Regions from separate parts of the Zea mays genome. Here region 1 is linked to region 2. The links are chromatin contacts, called in public Hi-C maps. All regions are on one chromosome and are shown on one strand. Each heading gives the region's core, a stretch centred on a gene start, on an enhancer-like site or on the middle of the called end of the contact. The rest is flanking DNA. Distances are from core to core; before and after follow the strand shown.

Region 1 (3,379 bases), core at 96-2,595, 220 kb before region 2:
TACTAGAGTTTTGCTTGAGCATTATCTTGGAAACTCAAAAACTTGAATTTATTTTGAATTTGAAACACAAACTTGATTTGGGAATATGAAATTAGAAACTAGAAATAGAAAAGGAAATCCTTTAGAGAATAAGAATAATAATAAAAATAAATATAATCATCAAAATAAATACCCGTGATAAATAATTAGACTTTAGAATTCACCCCTTTCTAAAGTGATTGGTCATAATAAGATAATGTTAGCTAAATCGTTTCTTAATAAAGATTTAGAACATTTGAAAATGTTTTCTATCAAAACAAAGGAATCATAATTTAAAATTTGAATTTAGATAGTAAATGAGAATATAAAACAGAAAATGATTAAAAAAAGGGGAATTTTAATTAAGACCATTACCCTCTCCATAATTAAATATTAGGAAGAAGGATAAATGATATAACTGCAAATAATGGGGGTAATATTCACATTAGGATGGTATTTAATATTTAGTAAATATGAAATATAAAACATGAGTTTAAATTTGAGCTGGAATAATTGAATTTGGAATTTGAAATAGAAAAGAAAAGTGAGAAAAAGAAAACAAACCGACTTGGGCCTAATCCCACCATTCCAGCCCATTAACCTTTCCCTCCGTGGCCCACTCCCCCGCTCACTGGCAGCTGGGACCCGCGCGTCAGGCCTCTACGTGTGCACATCCCTTGGCGTTGTGTTGCTGACCGCTGGGACCTGACCGTCAGATGTCCCTTCCCCACCGCGCCGCGTTCACGTTTTCGTGAACAGAATCGTGTCGCCTTCCCCAAGTCCTCTGCCTGCCTCCGCGCCCCTGCTCACCAAAACAGGGCTTGTCGAGCCGTGTGGAAGGGTGGGCGACGCTTGTGGCCGCCAACAACAACGACCTGTGTTTCGGCCGCGCTGTACCTTTGGACAGAGCGGTCGGTGGATTGGCTAGACAACCTTGAGCGTATTCTAGAAATTCCAAGCGCGAATCCAGACCAGGGTGCCGGTGATTGCTCACCGGAGATCCCTCTGCTTCATCGTGTCGCAAGATCTCGTGGGCGTCATCACGGACACCCTAGCACCCGGTAAGCAGGCCCTAAACCAATTCTCCGTGTTTTCCACCTCGCGCAGCGTTTAGCTAAATCGGGGATTACGCACCTGGGCGCGAGTTGAGTGTCGCTCCGGTGATGCTCCGTCGCGGGGGCCGAGTGTGCCGCCGTGCTTAGGGCCAGGAGCTGGAAGATGGGTTGTGACCGTCGATCGGGTGATCAGTGGATAAGAATAGATGGGGTGATGTGATCCATAGATCTTCTAGCGGACGACTAAGATTTGATTCCGGGTAACGATTCCATAAGATCTAATCTGGACCGTTGCTCCAGATCCTGTGGCTGAGATCAGATACCGGTTCGAGGGTGTGTGGGAGCCGTTGATCTTGATCCGATGGCTGCCATTCCATACCTCTTTAATGAAGGCCCAATCTAATCTCCACCACAGACCGTCGATCCAACGGCCCCGATACGCTGATACCTCTTCGCGGTGGATTCTTTTGAAAAGAGCCCTCGGATTTCATTAAACTTAACCCGTCATCCACGCTAATACAAAAGTAATCACCGATAGACCCTATACTTGTGAAGAATCGAACCACTCGCCAAGGACTTTAGTAAATCATATAATAAATATGGAAAATGATTTCTAGTAGAAAAATAAATATATAAACTTAGTAAATTGATAACTTTCGCGTTTTAACTCTGATTCAATCTGTTCCTATTATGTTAGCTTCGTAATAAAATTGCCTACGCAGTAACAACCTTAATTGTATCATATCACATACTAAGGTATTTGTTTATCCTATGGTCACTAGATTTATGTTACTTAATTTATCCAAGTTATAATATAGTATAAAATTTAATTAGTTATTTCTTTAATACCTTTTCTCATATGATTTATTTTAATCAGCATAAAATATAGTTGTTAATCATTGGATCACTAAAATCTTTCGAAAATCATATCCTCTTAACCGTAACTCCGATTTTAGTGGTTCTCGAACCTACGACCTCATGACAGTGCATAGAATACTCTTACGTTGTTTGTTCTCATGTTTGGCGTGATGTTAATTTTGTCACCATGTTTGTTGGTATTGCTACGATTAGCAGCGAGGTTACGAGAATCTGAAGATCATCCTGGTACCTAGAATCTCGAGTCTCAGGCAAGTTGTTCCCTGATCACTTTTCTTTACCCAATAATGTTCCTGTTAATCACTATGACATGCACACATTAATCAGATGGGACCTAATAGGTTTCCCTAGACTTGTTTATCCCACACCTTATTTACCACTGAACTTTTGGATAGTTTTGCTATTGCTCTACCTGGTTTTGGGATTAATATTACAATATGATCATGTTCCAGTTGTACTGTTGTTTTAATTATTGTTCATGACAAGATCATTGCGTTAATTGAAACATAGAGCTTAACTTGAGATATACGTGCTACCACAAGGGTGGAATGGGATGCCCTTGGCTGACTAATTAGGAAAGCTAGTGGAGGACTACCTTACCCGAAAGGACAAGGGCGGTAGAGGAGCTGCGTATAGGGAGGTTCTCGGGTCGATCATGCTGCGATGGCTTTTCGGACGAGGGATTCCTATATTGCCTTTGTCAGAAACCGTAGCGGGTTTTCTGAAGCTAGTGGAACTTTGTAAAGGCCTTGTAGTGGATCCCTAGCCATTCACCTCGGAAGTGTCTAAGGGTCTAGCTAACCCTGGCTAGACGGGATACACGACTTGTGGGTAAAGGGCACAACCTCTGCAGAGTGTAAAACTGGTATATCAGCCGTGCTCGCGATCATGAGCAGCTCAGGACTCTCGCATGATTAATTTATAGAACTAAACCTAATCTGTCATATGCATTGCATCGCGGGTGTTATTATCAATTTTGTTCTCTTAATTGGGTTGGTATCTACTTATACTTATAACTTCTAATAAAATTTTGACCAACTTTAAAAGCAACGCTCAGCTTTAACCACCTCCTTTGGTAAGCCTTACACTTCACATGAACTCCCACCTTTGGTGAGTTCATGCACATTATTCCCCACAACTTGTTGAGCGATGAACGTATGTGAGCTCACCCTTGCTGTACTCACATCCCCTAGGTCAAGGACAGGTACCTCTGGATGAGGCACATGAAAGATGTTGTGATGAGTTCGTGAGTGGTCTAGGTCATCGTCTCCCAGTCAACTATGGTTGCTGGATCGATGTCTTCATATGATGTAATTATTCATTTATTTTGTACAGAACTCCTATCATATAGTAAAGATGTGGCATTCGTTTCTGTACCATGAATCATCATATGTGTCAGATTTGGTCCCAGCACACTTGGGTGACGTTTG
Region 2 (3,536 bases), core at 46-2,545:
TCAGCATGTGGTAATATATAACATCACCGACAGCAGTTCCTCGAACGCCGGCTCGTCGCGGGTTCCAGCGTGCAGTCGGCTCGCAGGCGTCTCGGCGGTGTCCACGACGGAGGGGATGGGGGAGCAGGCAGTCACGCAGAATCGTCACAAAGGGCATCACAAATCCTGCTGGAGCCCCCACAAAACAGCTACATGAGGTTGAGAAGCTGCTGGATCCTGAACGCCGCAGTGTTTGTCAGCGTGAAGGCCTACCTGCGAATGGCCCTATCAGTCGCAGCCCCCATCACGGAGGACAACATGGATTAGAGGGAAAGAGCGTGCGGGTGGGCAGGAGGCATGGTCCAGGAGCTGGGATTTGAGGATGAAGAGGAGGCGGGTGAGGGTTCGTGTGGGGAAAGGAGGTAAGGTTAGGGAGGGAAGAAAATGAGGGAAACAAAGGGAAGGCACCTTTGGAACGATGACGGGGAGGCGATCCGCCATGGATCTCGTCTATGGGGATGCTTGTTCGCCGCGGTCGAGCTGGCTTCGCCGCACTCACTCGTGTCGCACAACCGCCGCCACTGAAAACCTAGTCTGAGCCATCGCGGAAGGCCATGTAGAGCGGTTGGTTTTATACGATGGTACATGAGCGTAAACATTATAGTGGGTGGACCGGATGGTGCGCCTGGTCAACCGGACGGGTGGTCGGGGCTTTCTATAGTTAAGCAGAGCACATGACTCTAAATACATATACTATATACTATATATATTTATATAATGTGTGTGTAAATTCAGTTTTGTTTGAAAATTTATAAAAAAGCGGGAAAACTTCAACTGACAGTCAAATAAAGAAAACCGCCAGTAGATAGTGTATTTCCACCGGTGGTTTTATTAAGCAAACCGTGAATTCTATTTGTAGTGGTGGTTGTCTTGACCAACCACTAGTGGATATGATGTTTTCACTGGCGGTTTGGTTCCAAAACAACCAACAATAAAAATACCGATTTCCATTGTCTCATAGCACTGACATCACTGAAAATGCTAGTGCAAATAGGTGTGGGACAGCCACTATAGCTTTTATGTGCAAGTGGTATCTACGGTTTTGTACCTCGAAATAGTGCTGTCACATAGCCGGCTGGGCTTGATGATGACCTTGTCATGCATTCGCGTACGACACTACGACTGCTTGGTATTTTGTCAGGCCGTATAATTCCAGAGTAGCAGGCAACAGGCGTATATTGGCAGTCTAGGACACGGCTGCCCGATGGATACCCAGTCCTACGTACAGTAGTACCAGGGTACTCCTAGTCCTCGCTCTGTCATGCGCGCAGGCTTTACGAAATCAAGGCTCGGATCCCCCAGAAGATCTCGCTGCTGGTGCTGGGGGCGCGCGCAGAATTAATTGCAGGGAGAATATTTTACTGCGTGCAGAATTACACAATCGGCCAGACCCGTCAAGACAGAAAGTAGCAGCAGTACTACCGTCTACCAGTACCAGACACACACAGCAGCTGACCAGCTGTTTAAGATAGATACCCTATATATTATTGACTCTCTCTCAAAAAAAGGGAAAAAAATAGAACATGCAATTGTCAAATTGAAGGGACAGGCTTCATGGCTATATACAATATTGGGATGTATTTGGTTCACTGACTAAAGTTTACTTTCGTGTCACATAAAATAAAATGGCTAGCCTAGTACATGTCGCATAGCTAATGTCATCCTGTCCTCTTCATGCGTGTGCTACCTCAGGCTAGCTTGATTGTCTTGTCTGTAGTCTGTCTGTCTGTACCGCCACGAGAAGGAAAAGCTGTGACGCATACTACGCTGAATACATGGATCCGTGTGGCCGGACGGTCCATGTACCTGCGTGGGTGTGCGCGCACTCGTATAGTAGCTGGACGAAGAAGAAGATGTGTGAGCGTGTGTATAGTGGCTGGATGGATGAAGAGCACAAAGGCACTGTAGTCTGGTTGAGCGTCGCGTTTCCAGCTAGGGCCGCATGCACTGCCTGCGTCCTTGCGAACGCATGTGAGTTAAGTGTCCCGCCGCTTTACGATCATCCTGCTGTTTCAATTCAGAAGCGCGTACTATGTGCCGTGACTACCACGCGCGCGTGGGCGGAGCCGGCGGCGGCGGCACGCTGTGCCCTGCCCTGTGACTGGGACGCGAGTGCATCTGCATCCGCACGGGGACGCCGCGCTTGCCGGTCTCAACGGCAATCCTCGCCTCGGGATCCAACCCAAACAGAATTCAGCAAAATTAAAGGTCTCCCTGTCTCCAGAGGGGAACTGCTACGTCCACGCAACCAACAAGGCCCAACTTGGGGATCGATGCCATTGATTAATAATTATGCCGAAATCGGCTAGCGGCCGAGAACAGCAGTTTAAGCTAGCTAGCTACAGATCTTGTCGAAAATACGAGGGAAAAAAAGGCAGATCAGAAAACAGATTATTATTCTGATGCAGTGATGCTCGAGCTAGCTACACTAACATACGCGTTCTTCGCAGCATGCAGTCACGATATCTGTTTGGTGTTTAGTACCTGTACTACTACTAGGATTGTCGTGTTGATTGATGATAATCTGTCCGGACTCCGTCGATCCGGAGGAGGAGCCGGCCGGTGAACGAAGAAGCCCGGCCTCTCTCGCTCACGCCGATCCATGTATAATCGCGCGCGCGCGCGTCTAGGGATCGGCGCGTCAGCAGGGGGCCATCATCGTCGGTGCGTGGACGCGTGAAACAAGGCCGGCCGGCTTCTCGTGTCGTCTCGTGTCAGCAGTGGGCTTTTGACTAGCTAGTGCTACTAGAAACGAAGAACCTGCATGGCTGGCGCGTGAGGCCGGCCGGCAGAAACGTAGGAGACCGCGGCCGTTGTTCCTGGGTCTGGAGTAACGTAGTACGTTGGAACGAAGCGAAACGCGAGGGACGCCTGCTCCATCAGCGGTGACGACGACGGTCGGTCATCAGTCCGGCCATGTGGACGTGGTGCCCCGACGACAGGCCGGCACTCACTCAAATCGCGTCCATCAGTCACGCGCTCACGCCGAGCTCCGGACACCATGGGCCGGGCCCGGTCCCTTGTGTCTTTTCCAGCGGGCCACAATAAGCGCGCGGTTTACGACATGGTTGCGTGCTACGTGGGTGGGCCGAATCGTTTCGTCATTGAAAAAAAAGGCCCCGTTTTGCCTCTCTAAACGACCAAGTTCAGAGTACTTTACGATTTATTAGTTTGGTGGTTTTCATGTTAAACTCAATGCGGTTTTCATATGGCTTGAAATAATTTTCGTCTTAGATTTTCATGTTTAACTCAATGATGTGGTGGTGCCCCGACGACGACAGACACTCAAACTGCGTCCGTCGCTCACGCCGAGCTCCGGACACCGTGGGCAAGATGGGCCCGGTCCCGTGTGTCTTTTTTAGTGGGCCGCGATAAGCGCTCGGTTACCGTATAGTTGTGTGTGCTACGTGGGCCGAATCGTAGTGCATTGTAATAGAAAACGTCTCCTTTTGGTTCCACTAGTACAAAAAAAAAAGCTCTCTACAGACTCGGTTCGT

The links. A called contact is a pair of places that touch in the nucleus more often than the background predicts.
Region 1: a Hi-C map of tassel shows a contact between it and region 2, with 2.0 times the contacts expected there. The contact joins two enhancer-like sites. A contact is called at or near these places in 3 of 25 Hi-C or Micro-C datasets (ear, leaf and tassel).

What each region holds. Positions count from the first base shown.
Region 1 is chr5:51,055,132-51,058,510 of Zm-B73-REFERENCE-NAM-5.0, reverse strand. No RefSeq gene overlaps it. Among protein-coding and RNA genes, the nearest start is that of LOC111589511, 54 kb to the left of the region's middle. Within about 2 kb of position 1,345, at least 19 of the 20 cell types and tissues checked have an H3K27ac peak or open chromatin away from gene starts, as enhancers often do. A contact at or near this core is called in ear and tassel, where this site is marked.
Region 2 is chr5:50,833,765-50,837,300 of Zm-B73-REFERENCE-NAM-5.0, reverse strand. LOC111589306 (a long non-coding RNA gene) reads right to left here. Exons shown (of 3, transcript XR_004849418.1): 2 at 1-168. Among protein-coding and RNA genes, the nearest start is that of LOC111589306, 3.7 kb to the right of the region's middle. Within about 2 kb of position 1,295, at least 14 of the 20 cell types and tissues checked have an H3K27ac peak or open chromatin away from gene starts, as enhancers often do. A contact at or near this core is called in ear and tassel, where this site is marked.